5 separate regions of the Mus musculus genome follow, and all the other regions are linked to region 3. A link is a contact called in public HiChIP or PLAC-seq and promoter capture Hi-C data. All regions are on one chromosome and are shown on one strand. The core of a region is the stretch at or near the end of the contact, and the rest is flanking DNA. Distances in the headings are between cores, read along the strand shown. Region 1 overlaps Mypn (myopalladin). Region 2 holds the start of Atoh7 (atonal bHLH transcription factor 7). Region 3 holds the start of Stox1 (storkhead box 1). Region 4 holds the start of Pbld2 (phenazine biosynthesis-like protein domain containing 2). Region 5 holds the start of Pbld1 (phenazine biosynthesis-like protein domain containing 1).

The links. Promoter capture Hi-C pulls out the DNA fragments that hold promoters and counts their contacts. HiChIP or PLAC-seq counts read pairs in DNA pulled down with a chosen protein or histone mark.
Region 1: a contact with region 3 is called in a promoter capture Hi-C map of pre-B cells, with 4 times the contacts expected there. The contact joins the enhancer-like site here to the promoter of Stox1 in region 3. A contact is called at or near these places in 3 of 39 promoter capture datasets (cranial neural crest, hippocampal neurons and pre-B cells), 1 of 15 datasets of contacts at CTCF or cohesin (CD8 T cells) and 2 of 9 other capture datasets (embryonic stem cells and liver).
Region 2: a promoter capture Hi-C map of liver shows a contact between it and region 3, with 4 times the contacts expected there. The contact joins the promoter of Atoh7 here to the promoter of Stox1 in region 3. A contact is called at or near these places in 7 of 39 promoter capture datasets (cranial neural crest, embryonic stem cells, hematopoietic stem and progenitor cells and 3 more), 1 of 484 Hi-C or Micro-C datasets (embryonic stem cells), 1 of 115 datasets of contacts at active chromatin or transcription factors (bone marrow-derived macrophages) and 2 of 9 other capture datasets (liver and macrophages).
Region 4: an H3K4me3 HiChIP or PLAC-seq map of embryonic stem cells shows a contact between it and region 3, with 11 read pairs. The contact joins the promoter of Pbld2 here to the promoter of Stox1 in region 3. A contact is called at or near these places in 3 of 39 promoter capture datasets (cranial neural crest, embryonic stem cells and frontonasal cranial neural crest), 2 of 484 Hi-C or Micro-C datasets (the N1E-115 cell line and embryonic stem cells), 4 of 115 datasets of contacts at active chromatin or transcription factors (bone marrow-derived macrophages, embryonic stem cells and trophoblast stem cells) and 1 of 9 other capture datasets (embryonic stem cells).
Region 5: a promoter capture Hi-C map of pre-B cells shows a contact between it and region 3, with 4 times the contacts expected there. The contact joins the promoter of Pbld1 here to the promoter of Stox1 in region 3. A contact is called at or near these places in 13 of 39 promoter capture datasets (the 3T3-L1 cell line, cranial neural crest, embryonic stem cells and 8 more), 3 of 484 Hi-C or Micro-C datasets (the N1E-115 cell line and embryonic stem cells), 1 of 115 datasets of contacts at active chromatin or transcription factors (embryonic stem cells) and 4 of 9 other capture datasets (adipose tissue, embryonic stem cells, liver and 1 more).

The regions. Positions count from the first base shown.
Region 1 is chr10:63,121,275-63,123,974 of GRCm38.p6, reverse strand. It overlaps Mypn (myopalladin), which reads left to right. Exons shown (of 20, transcript NM_182992.2): 16 at 578-704; 17 at 1,866-2,073. Among named protein-coding and RNA genes, the nearest start is that of Atoh7, 23 kb to the right of the region's middle. Within about 2 kb of position 1,259, at least 47 of the 459 cell types and tissues checked have an H3K27ac peak or open chromatin away from gene starts, as enhancers often do. A contact at or near this core is called in liver and pre-B cells, where this site is marked.
Region 2 is chr10:63,098,274-63,101,109 of GRCm38.p6, reverse strand. Atoh7 (atonal bHLH transcription factor 7) reads right to left here and starts at 1,325. Exons shown (of 2, transcript NM_001364648.2): 1 at 574-1,325; 2 at 1-374. The coding sequence starts at 954. The coding sequence ends at 366.
Region 3 is chr10:62,724,771-62,727,470 of GRCm38.p6, reverse strand. Stox1 (storkhead box 1) reads left to right here and starts at 1,377. Exons shown (of 4, transcript NM_001033260.2): 1 at 1,377-1,703. The coding sequence starts at 1,403.
Region 4 is chr10:63,023,193-63,025,892 of GRCm38.p6, reverse strand. It overlaps Pbld2 (phenazine biosynthesis-like protein domain containing 2), which reads right to left and starts at 1,381. Exons shown (of 10, transcript NM_026085.2): 1 at 1,157-1,381. Hnrnph3 (heterogeneous nuclear ribonucleoprotein H3) reads left to right here and starts at 2,044. Exons shown (of 10, transcript NM_001079824.1): 1 at 2,044-2,173.
Region 5 is chr10:63,060,294-63,063,065 of GRCm38.p6, reverse strand. Pbld1 (phenazine biosynthesis-like protein domain containing 1) reads right to left here and starts at 1,477. Exons shown (of 9, transcript NM_026701.3): 1 at 1,365-1,477. The coding sequence starts at 1,448.

The sequences.
Region 1 (2,700 bases), core at 10-2,509, 400 kb before region 3:
CAGGAGTATTGGACCCTCTGAAGCTGAACTTAAGGGTGGTTGTGAGCCGCCTAGCATGGGTGCTGGGAACTGAACTTGGGTCCTCTGGAAGCACCCAGCCCTGAGCCTATTTACTTGATTTCAGAGTTTTAGAAATAATACTATAATGTATGGGATACTTGCCAAAAAAAAAAAAAAAAAAAAAAAAAAAAGCTTTGGGTTTGGTTTGGCTTGGCTTATATGTGTATTTGCATAAGTTTTAAACTGTGATTGGTTGATTGATTGGTTGATTGACTGATTGATGGTCTAGTAATTTTTCTGTATTCTAGGGGTATGGTTCATTTGCTAGAGTCCTTACCTAACATGCGCCAAGTCCTAGGTTTACCCGAGTACCATATAAACTGAGCATAACGCTCTAATGCACGCTTCTAATGTCAGCGCTCGGGAGGCTTTATAGATCAGGAGGGTCAGTTCAAGGTCATCCTTGATTACTAATGAGCTCAAGGCTAGCCTGGGCTATTGGAGACTCTGTCTCATTATAGCCATATAGCCTAAATGCATACAGTCGTTGTTATATGTTTGTAAATGTTTCTTGTAGAGGAAGGTCCAGAATGCAGGAAAGAGACAAAGAGCCGCTACAGGAACGCTTTTTCCGACCACATTTCCTGCAGGCCCCTGGGGATATGGTGGCTCACGAGGGCCGCCTCTGTCGGCTGGACTGTAAGGTATTTCCTTAGCGCCAGGTCTCTCCAGATTTTGCATCTGGTTATTTCTTTACACTCATTTGTGTTTGTATTTGCTTTATGGGGTTTTCTCTCAGATGAAGGGGGCTTGGGAAGGGAGGGAAATTCTCCTCTCTAGGCTCTTTCAGAGCGGGGGATCTTTTTGATACCATACACAAATGTGTCCTTAGCATCTTAACTCACCATATCTTAATAATACAAAGTATGGAAGCATAAAACTTTTAAAGCAAAACCATTTTATGTGGGCATTATGTCAAGTTGATTCTTCATTTTGAGACAATAACCAAAGGTTAACTTGTGGACTTTTCTATATCGTCCCTGGACCCTTTATTACTATGAAGCCAGAAGTTATAATCTTGTGTCTTTGGTCACAGGGAAGGGAGAAACTTCTTTTTTTTTTTTTTTTTCCTCACACTAAGCCACCTCTGTTACCTTTTGTCATTCCGCATTCTAATTTCCCAATCTGAAATGAGGTTTCACATTGGCAAGGCAAAGGTCTCTCAGGGTAATGAACTCTGACGTCATCACTTCTGTGTCAGGCGACCGTGCAGGGTGTTATGGGAAATGTAGGCGCAGTCAGTGCAGGCTGGAGAGCAGGCTTGTGCAGAGAGCCCCTTTCTGTGTGCGGCTCTCATCCCTCAGTTGCCACCTAAATAATATTCAGGTTGTATGCTCCCCTGCCTCTCTAGACTTTAAAAAACATCAGCGCCTGGCTCCTCTTCCCGGAAATTCAGTTTTAATATTATAATTAGTTCTCAAGTTTTTTGGGTTTTTGGGTTTTTTTTGATAGTCCATGAACAAAATTTGAGAATGGTGATTTAACCTTTGATTTGAGAACCTTTTCTGACTCTGGTGTCTAAGCCGAAGTCATCTCTTTTACTGATGCCGCAGCCTGTGTTTTTCTATTTGTCGCTATCATCACTCTGGGATGTAATCACATGGCTCAGTCATGACTGAAATGGGGCTGAGACCGTTCAAAGTCAGTACCATTCATTCAGACCCCCCTTCAAGGCTGCAGCAGAGTCCCCACCCTTCCGTGTTTTCCTTTGCTCTATATTTGGTGTCAATAAGGATAAAGAATTCAGTCACCGGATGAATCTGCCTGTCTGTGTCGTCCACGTTGGCTGTTCTGTCATCTGTTAGGTGAGTGGCTTACCACCCCCGGAGCTGACATGGCTACTCAATGGGCAACCTGTGCTACCCGACGCCTCCCACAAGATGCTGGTCAGAGAGACGGGAGTCCACTCTCTGCTCATCGACCCGCTCACCCAACGAGACGCAGGGACCTACACGTGCGTGGCTACCAACAAAACCGGGCAGAATTCCTTTAGTCTGGAGCTCACTGTGGTAGGTAAGGATTGCTATGGGACTCCTGGGCAGAACTCCCTTCAAAGTGATTGTCCAAATACTCAGGTGAGCCCCTTGCCCCAGCAATCTCTTCCCCTTCACGGTAGCAGACCATATTTTCTACACCGCTTTCTGAGGTACGTAGTAATCTAGAAATGTAATATGGCTGCTTCTTCATTGTAATCATATAATCAATAGGAGCAATTGCAATAATTGAGTAAGCAATCAATGTGTTATTTAATTGGCAGGTGCTACAGGTAACCTTTTGCCCTTCAGACTGATCCTTGGACCACACTAGGCTCTTCTGTCGCCTAAGTTACATACCCTTGCATCACTTCTGTGGTCCTCCTACCTGGAATGTTCTTTACCCAGCATCCCTTTGTAAAGCCTAACTTTAGGACCAAGGGTTTATCAGCTCAGCTGGTAGGGTGCCGGAGAGCATAGCTAGCCTACTTATACCAGCTACAGCGGCATATATCTGATATTCTCCGGCTGCAGAGATGGAGCAGGAAGTCATCCTACCCAGTGAGGCTGAGACCAGCCTAGTTACCTCAGGCTTCCTCTCAAGAATAAAAGTAGAGATGAATAAAATTAAAAAGCCATGGCCTGTGTGTGGCAGTCAGAGTTCAGG
Region 2 (2,836 bases), core at 76-2,575, 370 kb before region 3:
GTAGCTGCTCAGAACATAAACAAGTCACATAATACAACTTCGCCCAATAGGGACAAACTTGCACAGTTTAAGAAGGTAACTAACTGTCTGATGGTTTAGTACCAGTCTTATTCAATCTTTTTTTTTTTTTTGACATGGGGTCTTAAATATTTAAATATATATGTTTCTCCACCTCCTGAATGACGCTAGGATTACAGGCCGTGCATCACCGTGCTCTGCCTAAGCGGCAGCTGGGGCTCAACCCCACTTTTATACATGCAAGACAAGTCCTCTACAAACTCGGCTAGACCCCAGCCCCGTTGTCTTAGGCTAAAAGGAACAGAGCATTATTTTCACAGCAGTCCAAAGTCATTCGCGATGTCCACTCATGAAACCTACAAAACACAAGAGAAGTGGAGATAGGGAGGCAATGAACTCATTTCATCTACCTGTTTGAAACGGGAAGGAAATTAAGCAGAAAAGGTGATTGAGTTTTCTCCCCTAAGACCCAAATGGCCCCGAGGCTTAGCTGGCCATGGGGAAGGGCTCCGGCTGGAAGCCGAAGAGCCTCTGCCCATAGGGCTCAGGGTCTACCTGGAGCCTAGCACCCGGGAAAGGGAGGTAGGGGTGATCGCGGCCCCGCTGCTCGCAGCGCAGCCCGACCCAGTCCCGCTCGGCTTCGGCTAGGATGCGGGTGAGCGCGATGATGTAGCTGAGCGCCATCTGCAGTGTCTCGTACTTGGACAGCTTCTTGTCCTGGCCCCACTGCGGCACCACCCTGCGCAGCCGGTCGAACGCCGTGTTCAGCCCCTGCATGCGGCGCCGCTCGCGCGCGTTGGCCGCCAGACGCCTGCGCGCCGCGCTCTCCAGCCGCCCGGGCCCCGCGCACGAGACCGCGCGCTCGGCTGCGCCCGCGCACGGGGGCGCGCCGCGAGCTCCCGCCGGAGGGCCGTGGGGTTTGCAGGCCGACTTCATCCACGCTGCCGCTCTGCAGGACTCCCAAGAGTGAATAAGACACAGACGGAGCGACTCACGTGCAGTCAGTCAGTGGCCAGAGGACACTGTGTGGGACCCTAGCTTGGGTCCTGCTGGGAAGTCCCTTCCCTTGCCCAGATGCAGTGGAAGTGATGCTCAGGAAAAAGTCATTCCTCCCCACTCCACCCCAAACACGTAAAGTTGAACGAGGAGGAAACTTTCTTGCAGTTTGCTGCGGATCGTTCTTGGGGGTCGGGGATAGAAAGCCTTTCCAGTTCTCTGGGAAAGCCTGAGACTGCTTTTCGGGGTGACGAAATCTTCCCAGAAGCTCTGCTAGGTCAGGAGCGTTTGGACAGCTTGCAGTAGATGTCGGACAGAGCGATGAGGGAGGAGAATTTATAGCCCAGGGCTCAAGGAGGGAACAGGTGGTGGCAGGTGGGCGGGCGTCCCTCCGCTCCCATCTCAGCACCTTCCTACCCTGGGAACGGCAGGGGGGAGGGGGCGACGCACAGCAAAATCCTGACATCATTGCCTTCGTCTGTTGAAGTGTCTCCAAAGCTATGTCCAACGCTAACTAACACACCATCTGGAGTGGCCTGGTCTGACTGTCCCCAATAGAATAAGAAGGTGGGGGTGAAGGGAGAGCCTGGTCCATCTTTTCCCAAACCAGCAGGAAGCTTACATATCAAAAAACAAAGGCCGGGTTTTTAAATGATTAAGTAGAAAAATCATTTTGCGGGAAGATGTTGCTTCTAACATTGCTAGGGCGTATCCGAAGGTTATCAAGATTTTGCTTTGTTAAGAAGCGGCGATAAAGTATTAACATTTTCATTTAATTTACTAAATAAATTCATACAAATTAGGAAATCCAAATACTGTTGCAGGCCTGGAATGTGACTCTGTGAATAATTTCTGTGAAACAACTTAAGATGAATCCAAAGATACAAATGTGTCAGTGTTCACCTCGATACTATGTTCTGTGGGTTCCAAGGCCTTGACAGGTTTATTCAGCAGCTCTATTTCATTTTCTTGTTCATTAATATTGAGCCACAAACTGAAATGATAACTAATCGCTTCATTGTTTACCATTTAAACTTAACAAGACATCTTCATGCACGTGTGTATGCAAAAACGGAAACATCTAAATAATTTGGGGAGTTTAAAAAAATCTTAATGCATTTTCTTTTTGCCTGTCTCTTATACCACTAAAAATATTTCATGCAATTCAGTGTTGTTCTATGTCCTCTGTCCTCAAGAACAGTAACAAAACATGATTTCCACCACTGATAATTATTAGATTTACACAGAGAAATCTTTAATTATCCCCTCTCGTCTCAGCTTGTTTCTTGTTTTTCAGGGGAGTGTAAAGGCAAAGAAACAGGCTCTAATATTTTCAGTTCTATATTTCAGGAAGGGCCAAGGAAGCTCTCTCTCCTTTCGAACCATGGATGTAACCTCAGATTTTTTTGTTTAGTTAAATCGTCTACATACAAATCAAGAGGCCTTTTAACTTGGACTTGTTTACCCCGCTGGTACCTCAGACTACAGCCCCAACACCACCACCCTGACTTCAAGCCCCGTCTTCCCATAAATAGTTTATTAGTCCCCAGCTAAAGCACTGACGGGGAAATGAAGTTGAATAACTTGAAGACAATGGGAAGCAATTGAACATTAATAATCTTCAGAGCGACAGATGTTGGACACAGACTTTTTGCACAGAGCCACTCAGCTCCATCACTCCTCGGTCCTAACAGTCACGTTGGGAGCAGCAGTTCTGCGCTGGGAACAACTGTGTTCTTTAGTCATCAGGATGTCAAACGTTCGCTTTTTAAGGTTTTCGCAGAAGTCTGCTTTCTTTGGGCTATTGTTCTTCGTATTAATT
Region 3 (2,700 bases), core at 128-2,627:
TCGTCAAAACCCATATAAATTGAGGCAGGATAGTACATAAGATATAGTATGTGTATAATCTCTAATGTCTGTAATCCCAGTGGTGCTATGGTGAGGCAGGGGGTGGGGGCAGGAGACTTCCTGGAAGCTCTTAGGTCGGTACCATGGTACACACACATACACACCCCAGCACTTAGGCATGGCCATTCACAGGCAGGCAGGGTGGCACACATGCATGCTATTGATACAATTGTCTCCAAGATGCTTGGGGACAGATAGCCCATTTTTTTCAGATGCTGGCACACTTGGATCTACTTGAGGAGCCAAGTTGGAGATGGGTCCCACACAATTCACTCAACTCATAGCCACCCCTTTTACACACATCCTGAAGTCAAGTGTGATGTTTTTTGCGTGTGAAACCACAGTAGTACTTAAAAAAAAATTCTTAGAGCATCTGGGATTTGGGGATTAGAGATATCAATCTACAATAGTTAATTTAACAGAGAGTTGTGAAACTGGGCTATTGTTATTAATAACATCTGTGATTGATGGATAGGGGTATGGATTATCTCATTATGGTAGTTATAAAGGTGGTGTAGTTAAAAATAAAAACGGTTGCACAAGCAAGAGGAACATGAGTTTGAGACCAGCCTGGGAGACATATGTTGACCCTGTCTCTCTCTGTGCCCACCCCTGATTATTATATCGATATTATGGATGGTAAGTCTGAAATGACCCCTCAGGTCTTGCCGAAGCACCTTGCTCTTTATAGTATTGAGTTCATAGTTAAGTCTAATGTCTATCCTGCCCGGTTTCCTTATTCCAATAGATCTTTATCCTCAGGGACCCAGGGCCTCAATTCCGGCCCAGCCTGTTTGTCCTTATCGCTCTGCGACGCCGGCCATAGTCTGCAGGGGCAGATCTCGGCCTTTCCTTTGGGGTTCTTGGGGCATGATCGAGTGCAGCGTCAGAATCCCCAGGCCCTAACCAGGGTGGGGCCCCAGGCTTTTGCTACCGCCTCTCGCTCGCTAACCCTGCTTTCCTCAAAATTCTCAAAAGAAGGGGATACACTAGGGGAGGAGACAGACCCTGGAACTTCAGAAAACCATGGATGAGAGGGTCCTCAGAGTCCTCTGCTGCGAGATGAGGAACCTGGCCAGGTCCAAACCCAGAGACGCCAGAGAACTAGCCTGAGAGGTCAGGAACGGAGCAGAGGCTCAAACCTGGGTCACCTCCCACGCGCGACCTGGGTCCTCCGGGCACTGCGGGTGGGCGATGCCACCGGCTCTTCTGGTTGCTGTGGGAACCGGGAGTGACAGCGACGCCCTAGAAAGCCCCGCCCCACCCCGGCCCCGCCCCCCTCAGAGGGCTCCCGGGGCAGCCGAGGTGGGCTCAGTGATCTCGAGTCCCGCGAGCGGGCGGCATGGCGCGGCCCGTGCAGCTGGCACCGGGTTCGCTGGCGTTGGTGCTGAGCCCGCGGGAGGCCGGGCAGGCGGCGGGGGAGCCGGGCGGTCGCGCGCTCTTCCGCGCCTTCCGCCGCGCCAACGCGCGCTGCTTCTGGAACGCACGGCTGGCGCGCGCCGCCTCGCGGCTGGCCTTTCTCGGCTGGCTGCGGCGCGGGGTGCTGCTGGTGCGCGCGCCCCAGCCCTGTGTGCAGGTGCTGCGGGATGCGTGGCGTCGCCGAGCCCTGCGGCCGCCCCGAGGCTTCCGCATCACCGCGGTGGGTGAGTGTGGGGCGGAGGTCGCCAGCGCCCGGGGTCATAGCAACAGGTCCCGGGAGCGCGCGGGTTCCTGGTGTTAGGGGAGGGGGCACTTTAGGAAAAGTGAGGCTCGGGTCCGAAAGAGGATCCGATTGCTCCTTCCTTCCTTCCTTCCTTCCTTCCTTCCTTCCTTCCTTCCTTCTTAGCTTCCCTTTCTTTTTCCTTCCGTCTTTCCTTTCCTTTTTCCTATCTTTTCCTTCCCTTTCCTTTTTCCGTCCGTCTTTCCTTTTCTTTTCTTTCTCCATTCCTTTCCCTTCCCCTTTCCTTAACTTTGCCATCCTTTCCTTTTTCCTTTCCTTTTTTTCCCCTTTTCTTTCCCTCCCCTCCCCTCCCCTCAGCTCCCCTCCCCTCAACTCCCCTTCCCTTCCCAGTACCTGGTGTTCCTGTCCTGCTTGTCTTGGATGGAGGAGTGGTCTTAGGTCGCTCAACTTTCAGAAGTTTTTTGGGGGGGGGGCGGGATCGTCCTTAACTGGTGGGGAAAAGAAACAGATGGTGCTGTAGACACATCACACATCATTCACCAAACAGAGAAAGTTCCACCTCCCAGTCTTTTCGGACTAACCCATTTGTTTCTCGGTTGAGAAACTGAACCGCTGCACCAGTGGGGTGGTTACTGACACAGGCCACTAACCTCTGGCAACTGTGTCAGCTCCCAGTAACAGCTGGTTCTGTCCTCATTCTGTCTGTGGGGGCTGTGGGACCATTCGATGGTTTGGTGGTGACAAGAAGCCAGTTGTTTCAAGGAACCTCTCCATCATAGTCTGGTTCTCCTCCTCCTCCTCCTCCTCCTCCTCCTCCTCCTCCTCCTCCTCCTCCTCCTCCTCCTCCTCCTTCCCCCATCCCCAGAGAAGCACCAGCAAAACAAATTTGTTTTACTCCCTGGGGTAAGGGTCAGGGCAACGGGAGACACCTGATGCTGTGTGTGGTCTTGTCCAGGAATAGTGACCTCCTCTGGCCTGAA
Region 4 (2,700 bases), core at 132-2,631, 300 kb before region 3:
ATTGTGGCCGATAACCACACAAAGTGTGTGCAAAGAATGCCAAATTCATTCATGCTGTAAGCAGACTGAATTCCAGGGGAAGAGGAAAAGGGATTACAGAATTCCACCTACCCAATCATGTTGAAAGAGTGAAAGGTAAAGGAGCCATGTAATTAAAACCCAATAGAAGAAAGGCCCTGGGAAGGTTTCATCCTAAGAGTTCAGCTTGGAGTACTGCTAATAAGCCAGTTCCCTTTAGGTTTGTTACCCCCTCCACCCCACCGCCCAGAGGCAGTGTTTCTCAGTGTAGCCCTGGCTGTCCAGGAACTCACTCTGAAGACCAGGCTGGCCTCCAACAAAGAGATCCAACTGCCTCTGCCTCCCGAGTGCTGGGATTAAAGGTGTGCACCACTACCCAGCTAAACCAGTTACTTTTTTAAAAAAGAGAACATACTTTGGGCTCTAAATCAACCCCCAGCTATTAAAAGGAGGGGGTGGGGTAACTTTAGGGGATTAAAGTAACAATAAAATAACCAAGCTTCAGCAAGTGTCTGGCCAGTAAGCCACTAACTTGTCACCACATAAAAGAGTTTAGTGTTATCAAGTGTAATTATTTTCACTCTTGTGGGACTAGGGACTGCATCTGTGAAATACCACTTTGTAAGGCTATGGAGACACAGAGGGTCAGGAGTTCAAGGACATCCTTGGCTACCCAAGAACAAAGACAAGGAACTGCTTACCATGCCATTTCAGGAAGTACTTAATAAACCTGAGCTATGACGGCTTCTAGAACATACTTTGATTTTCCTGTCTGTAAGTATAAGCACACTGCGCCCCCCCCCCCTTCTCTGAAGGATATTTTGGGCTATAAAATCAGTAGAGTACTAAAGACTTTCAAGTAGGTTTGAAGATGAATTAAAGCCGTGAAATACAAGTTTCCATACAAGAAAGTCATTGGCCTCTTGGCTCTAGTATAAACATAAATAAAAATTCATAGTAAATCAAATCCAACCTTCCACACTGCCACTACTCCACTCCACATGGACTTCCCAGTGTTTGTAGCACAAAGAAATCTTTGGATGCACACTGAAGGGTGATTCCAACCCAGCCCCATCCACGTTCACAGCCTTAGTCTGTCCAGCCCGGCCTCTTTTCGCCCTCTGCTGTCCGTACCCACCTTAATTAGCTTTGCTCTCCCAAGTCTCTCAACACCAGGGTGGCCCTCCACCTTCCCACAGCCTTTCCATGTGCAATTTGTGTTACAACTTTAAAAAAGCCATAAACGGGTCGGGAGCAATCTTGGTAGCACGACAGAACCTCCACATGCGGTTTTTTTAGGTGTCTCCTGCGAGCACAATTTTTAGGAATACCAAACTCTTACTTAGATAAAGTCTATTGCCGTGAACCACAGACCCGTCACCCGGGTTTAATGGAGAGAAAAACCGAACCTGGCAGGTAGGAAACCAATCAAGGCGCCAAGGCTGCCTACGCAGGGGAACAAAGGGGATGCCCCAGGCTAGGACGGGAATCCTGCTGGGTTTAGACGCTTTGTATCTTCGCAGGCGCAACATTCATCTTTTTTTCTGATTGCATAATGCAAATATGGTGGACCAGCAAAGCCGTCCCCGGGTTGGGGGGCGGGGTGACAGAAACCACGTGGCTCCTTCCGCGCGGGGGCCTTTGTGGGATCTATTCCCAGTGGAGCAGATAAGAAACTTAGCAAACCGCGTGACCACGGCTCCTCAGAGGCCCGTGGGGAGGGACAAACGTGAGCTCCGGGGTTCAGAGGGTTGGTCGGTCGGCGGGAGCCAACGGAGTCCGCCACAGCCCACTCGCTGCGACTCCACGCCCACCACGGTGGCAACCGGGCAGGTCCCGAGTGCGCAGGTGCGCTGCGCCCCGCCCCCTGGGAGACCACGCTGTCACTCAAGTATCGCGAGAGCAGCGCGGCAGAGAGGGGGTGGGCCTGGGCAGTCGGCCCTGCCCCCTCCCTCTCTCTCGCCCCCCTCCCATCCCCCCTCGGCAGTCGCTCGGCTGCGCAGCTCCTAGAGCGGTTGGCGCGGCGGGAGACGGTTGAGGGGAGCGAGGGAGCCGAACCGTTGTGGCGAGCGCTCAGCAGCGGGCGAGCCAGGCGTCCCTGCCCGCGACCAGACCCGCGCGAGCGTCGGTGTAGGCGTTGCTTACGCCCCACAGGGTATCTGAAGTAGAAGGGGGGGTAGGTTGGGCCGGCGGTGCCGACAGCGGAGTCGGGAGAAGGACGAAGAGCCCGGGAGCGGGTGAGGGAACGCGGAGTGGCCGCTCGCTCGCTCTCCCCCGCCGCTCGGCTGCCGCCATCTTGGGGGCCGGTAGCGGTCGGGTCGCCTTCCCGCCTTTCCCCCGCTCGGGCTACTTTGTCGCCTCCGGCTTACGGGAAAGTGTCCGGCAGGAGAGAGTGCGGGCGGGAGATCCGAGCTCTCCGGTAGGGATGAGGGTGGGGAGCTCAGCGAGCCGGGAAAGCGGGACGCGCTCCGGGTGGAAATGGCGCTCGGCGGGCCCGGCCACCCACCGGGGCCTCCGGTGCTCTCGAAGGGACTACCTGGGGCCGGCGGGGCTGCGAGGGGCTGCTGACGCAGACTCCAGGGTTGAGACAGGGGGAGCTGGGGGCGGGGGAAGGAGAAGCCAGTGACGACGAGGGCGCTCCGATGCCAGATGCAGGACAAAGGCGGCCGCGGTCCTCCTTTG
Region 5 (2,772 bases), core at 228-2,727, 340 kb before region 3:
AATCATTGTAATCTAAGAACTATGTGGGCTTTTTTTTTTTTTTTAATTCAGCTAACTCATTTATTTGGGGGCCGTGGCACACTTGTGCGGCCGGGGGATGACTTGGCAGGAGGAGGTTGTCTGTGTCCACTCTGTGGCTCCCAGGAATTGAACTCTGGTCTTCAGGCTTGGCGCCAAGGACCTTTACCTGCTGAGCCAGCATGGGAGCCACAAAAGAGCTATTTACAAAGGGAGAGTTTTGGCAAACTAACTTTTCCACAGAGTGGAGATCAATTCCTTGCCTCTCCTTAATTCTTTGCCGGTGCCTTATTTTCTTGATCCTAAAGAGATTTTTAATATATTTTGACAATTATTTTAAGAGAGAGAATGAATGTCTGTGTGTCAGTCAATACACTTGAGCATAGAGCCTTTGGAGATCGGAAGAGAGAAAGTGAGTGCAGACATGTCTGTGTGTTTGTGTGTGTGCAAGTGCATGTGTGTGTATCTGGGTTTGTGTGGGTTTGTGTGTGTATGTATGTGTATGTGTGTGTTTGGGTTTGTACACATGATTGCAGTGACCTCAGAGGTCAGAAGAGAGTGTCAGTCAGATCTCTCAGATCTCCGTCGGGAGCTGGAGCCACAAGCAGTTGTAAGTGTCCCACATGGGTGTGAAGAATGGAACATAAGTCCTTTGCGAGAGCAGTAGCCACTCTGAAACAATGAGCCTTCAGCCTTCGAGAGAACTTCTAAATGTCTGAGGAACAGGAAAGGTTAAAGCCAGGAAAGATGGCCGGCAGCTGTAACCCAGGCAGGCACTAAGGAGGTTGAGGCAGATGGGGTCTGAAGAGAGCTTGAGCTACGCAGGGAGCTTAAGGCCAGCCCGCCTTAGACCTTCTCCCAACCCCTATGAGAGAGTCCCTAAAGTAAGACTCAAAGGTAGCTGCGACCATATCTAGTCATAAAACTAAACTCTGGCAGCTAGAAGGAACCCATCCCCCTACGTTTTTATGTTTATTTGCTTATTTATTTTTGATTCTGTAAGATGAGTTTCTTCACATAGTCCAGGCTGACCTAGGATCTGCTATGTAGCCCAGGCTGGCCGCAGACTCATGATCTCCTGCCTTCTCCTTTGGAACACCAGAGCTGCAGGCATGAGCCCCGACTCCCAGCTGCTGCCAGGTTCCCTGCCTGGGAGCCTCTGTGGCTCTGACCCAGTCTAGGCACAGCCATTCCCTCATAACCTGAAGACATGGCCATCAGCGACGTGACACAGAACACAAGCCAAAGTGGCAAACACGCAGGACGGCCTCATGTCTTTTACAGACGTCAAGGGCTCTACACACATCTGGAAGTTCAGGCTTGGCCCTTGAGAACCGCGTACTCACGCGCTCCAGGAGGCAGACTGCGGCAGGATTGCCCCGGAAAGCTGTCGCAGTGAACGCATCTGCTATGAAGATTGGGAGCTTCATTTTCCTCGCTGGCTTTGTCTGAGGGCTCCCTGCCCTGCTCGGAGCCCGCTTCACTTCCAGCTGTTGAAAAATAAGTTAAAGTTTTACTGGTGCAGACGTGCAGTTAATGGTTCCCAGACCAAAAGCCAAACAACCGTGCCAATATGGTTACCTTTAGAGATACCAATCCTCTAACAAGTTTTAGCATTTGTATTGGATGTCCTTTGACCTTTGCAGAGTAGCTCAGTGAGGGGCAGGTAAGCACTTGCTTGGCACGCACAAAGCCCGGGCTCTATTCCCCATCGACCCTTACACAGGGCATGGTGGCACACATCTGTGATCCTAGCGCAACGAAGCAGAGGCAAGAACAGAAAGGCTCAAGGCCATCCTCGGCTACACAGGGAGTTCCAAGCCAGCCTGGGATACAGGAGACCCCGTCTCAAAGCAATAAAAGTTTACCAACTTACACAGTATATGAACATTTACTGTGCTTATTAATCTGACTGATAAAAAGCAATCATTGGGTTTTCATTGGCAGAAAACATCACGTCACCCTCTTCTTACCACATCTTAATTTAAAAAAACAAAACAAAACAAAAACTGGGTCTTACTATGCAGCCTTTATTGAACTGGATCTTAAGGCTGGCCTTGAGCTCAGAGATCTGCCTACTTCTGCCTTCCCAGTCCTGGGATTAAAGTCCCATGCCACCACAACCAACTTACCTTTTCCCCTTTTGAAATCACATAGCTGCTAGAGGAGCCCCTGGCACACCATATCTATTAAAGTGATTTAAGAAGTAATTACTGGGCTCACATCCAACTGGAGCGTGGAGGACAAACAGGAGGATTTGTTGTCAAGTGTCATCTGCGAGGACGTGTCTCCATCGACAGCAGAATCGTTCTTCTCACTGCGTTTCAGGTTGTTTATGCGGTTGTTTGGAGATTTCATTGTAAATCACCATTGTTCTATCAGATAGCAGGAGTCAGCACAGAAAGGAAACAAAGCTCCTATTTTGACACAGGTTCCCTTTTGCAAGGCTGGAATGGAGCCCAGGCCTCACACGTGACTGGTAAATGTTCTAGGTTATCTTGTTTACCTGATCTGTGGGCCCCGGGATCTTGACCTCGTTGGCCGTGACCTCTCTGTGGAACCTACACAGGTCTTCAGCCTCCTGCCCCGGCTGCTGAATAGCTAGGATTAGGCTCTGTCTCCCCCTGGCAGTGGGCTTCACAAGCTTGTGAGCCAGGCTCAGTGGAATCTGGAGACTGCAACAGGCCTGCCTTGAGTTCAAGGCCAGCCTTGGGATATGTAAAAGTAGCTTTTATTCACCTGTTGTAATTGTCA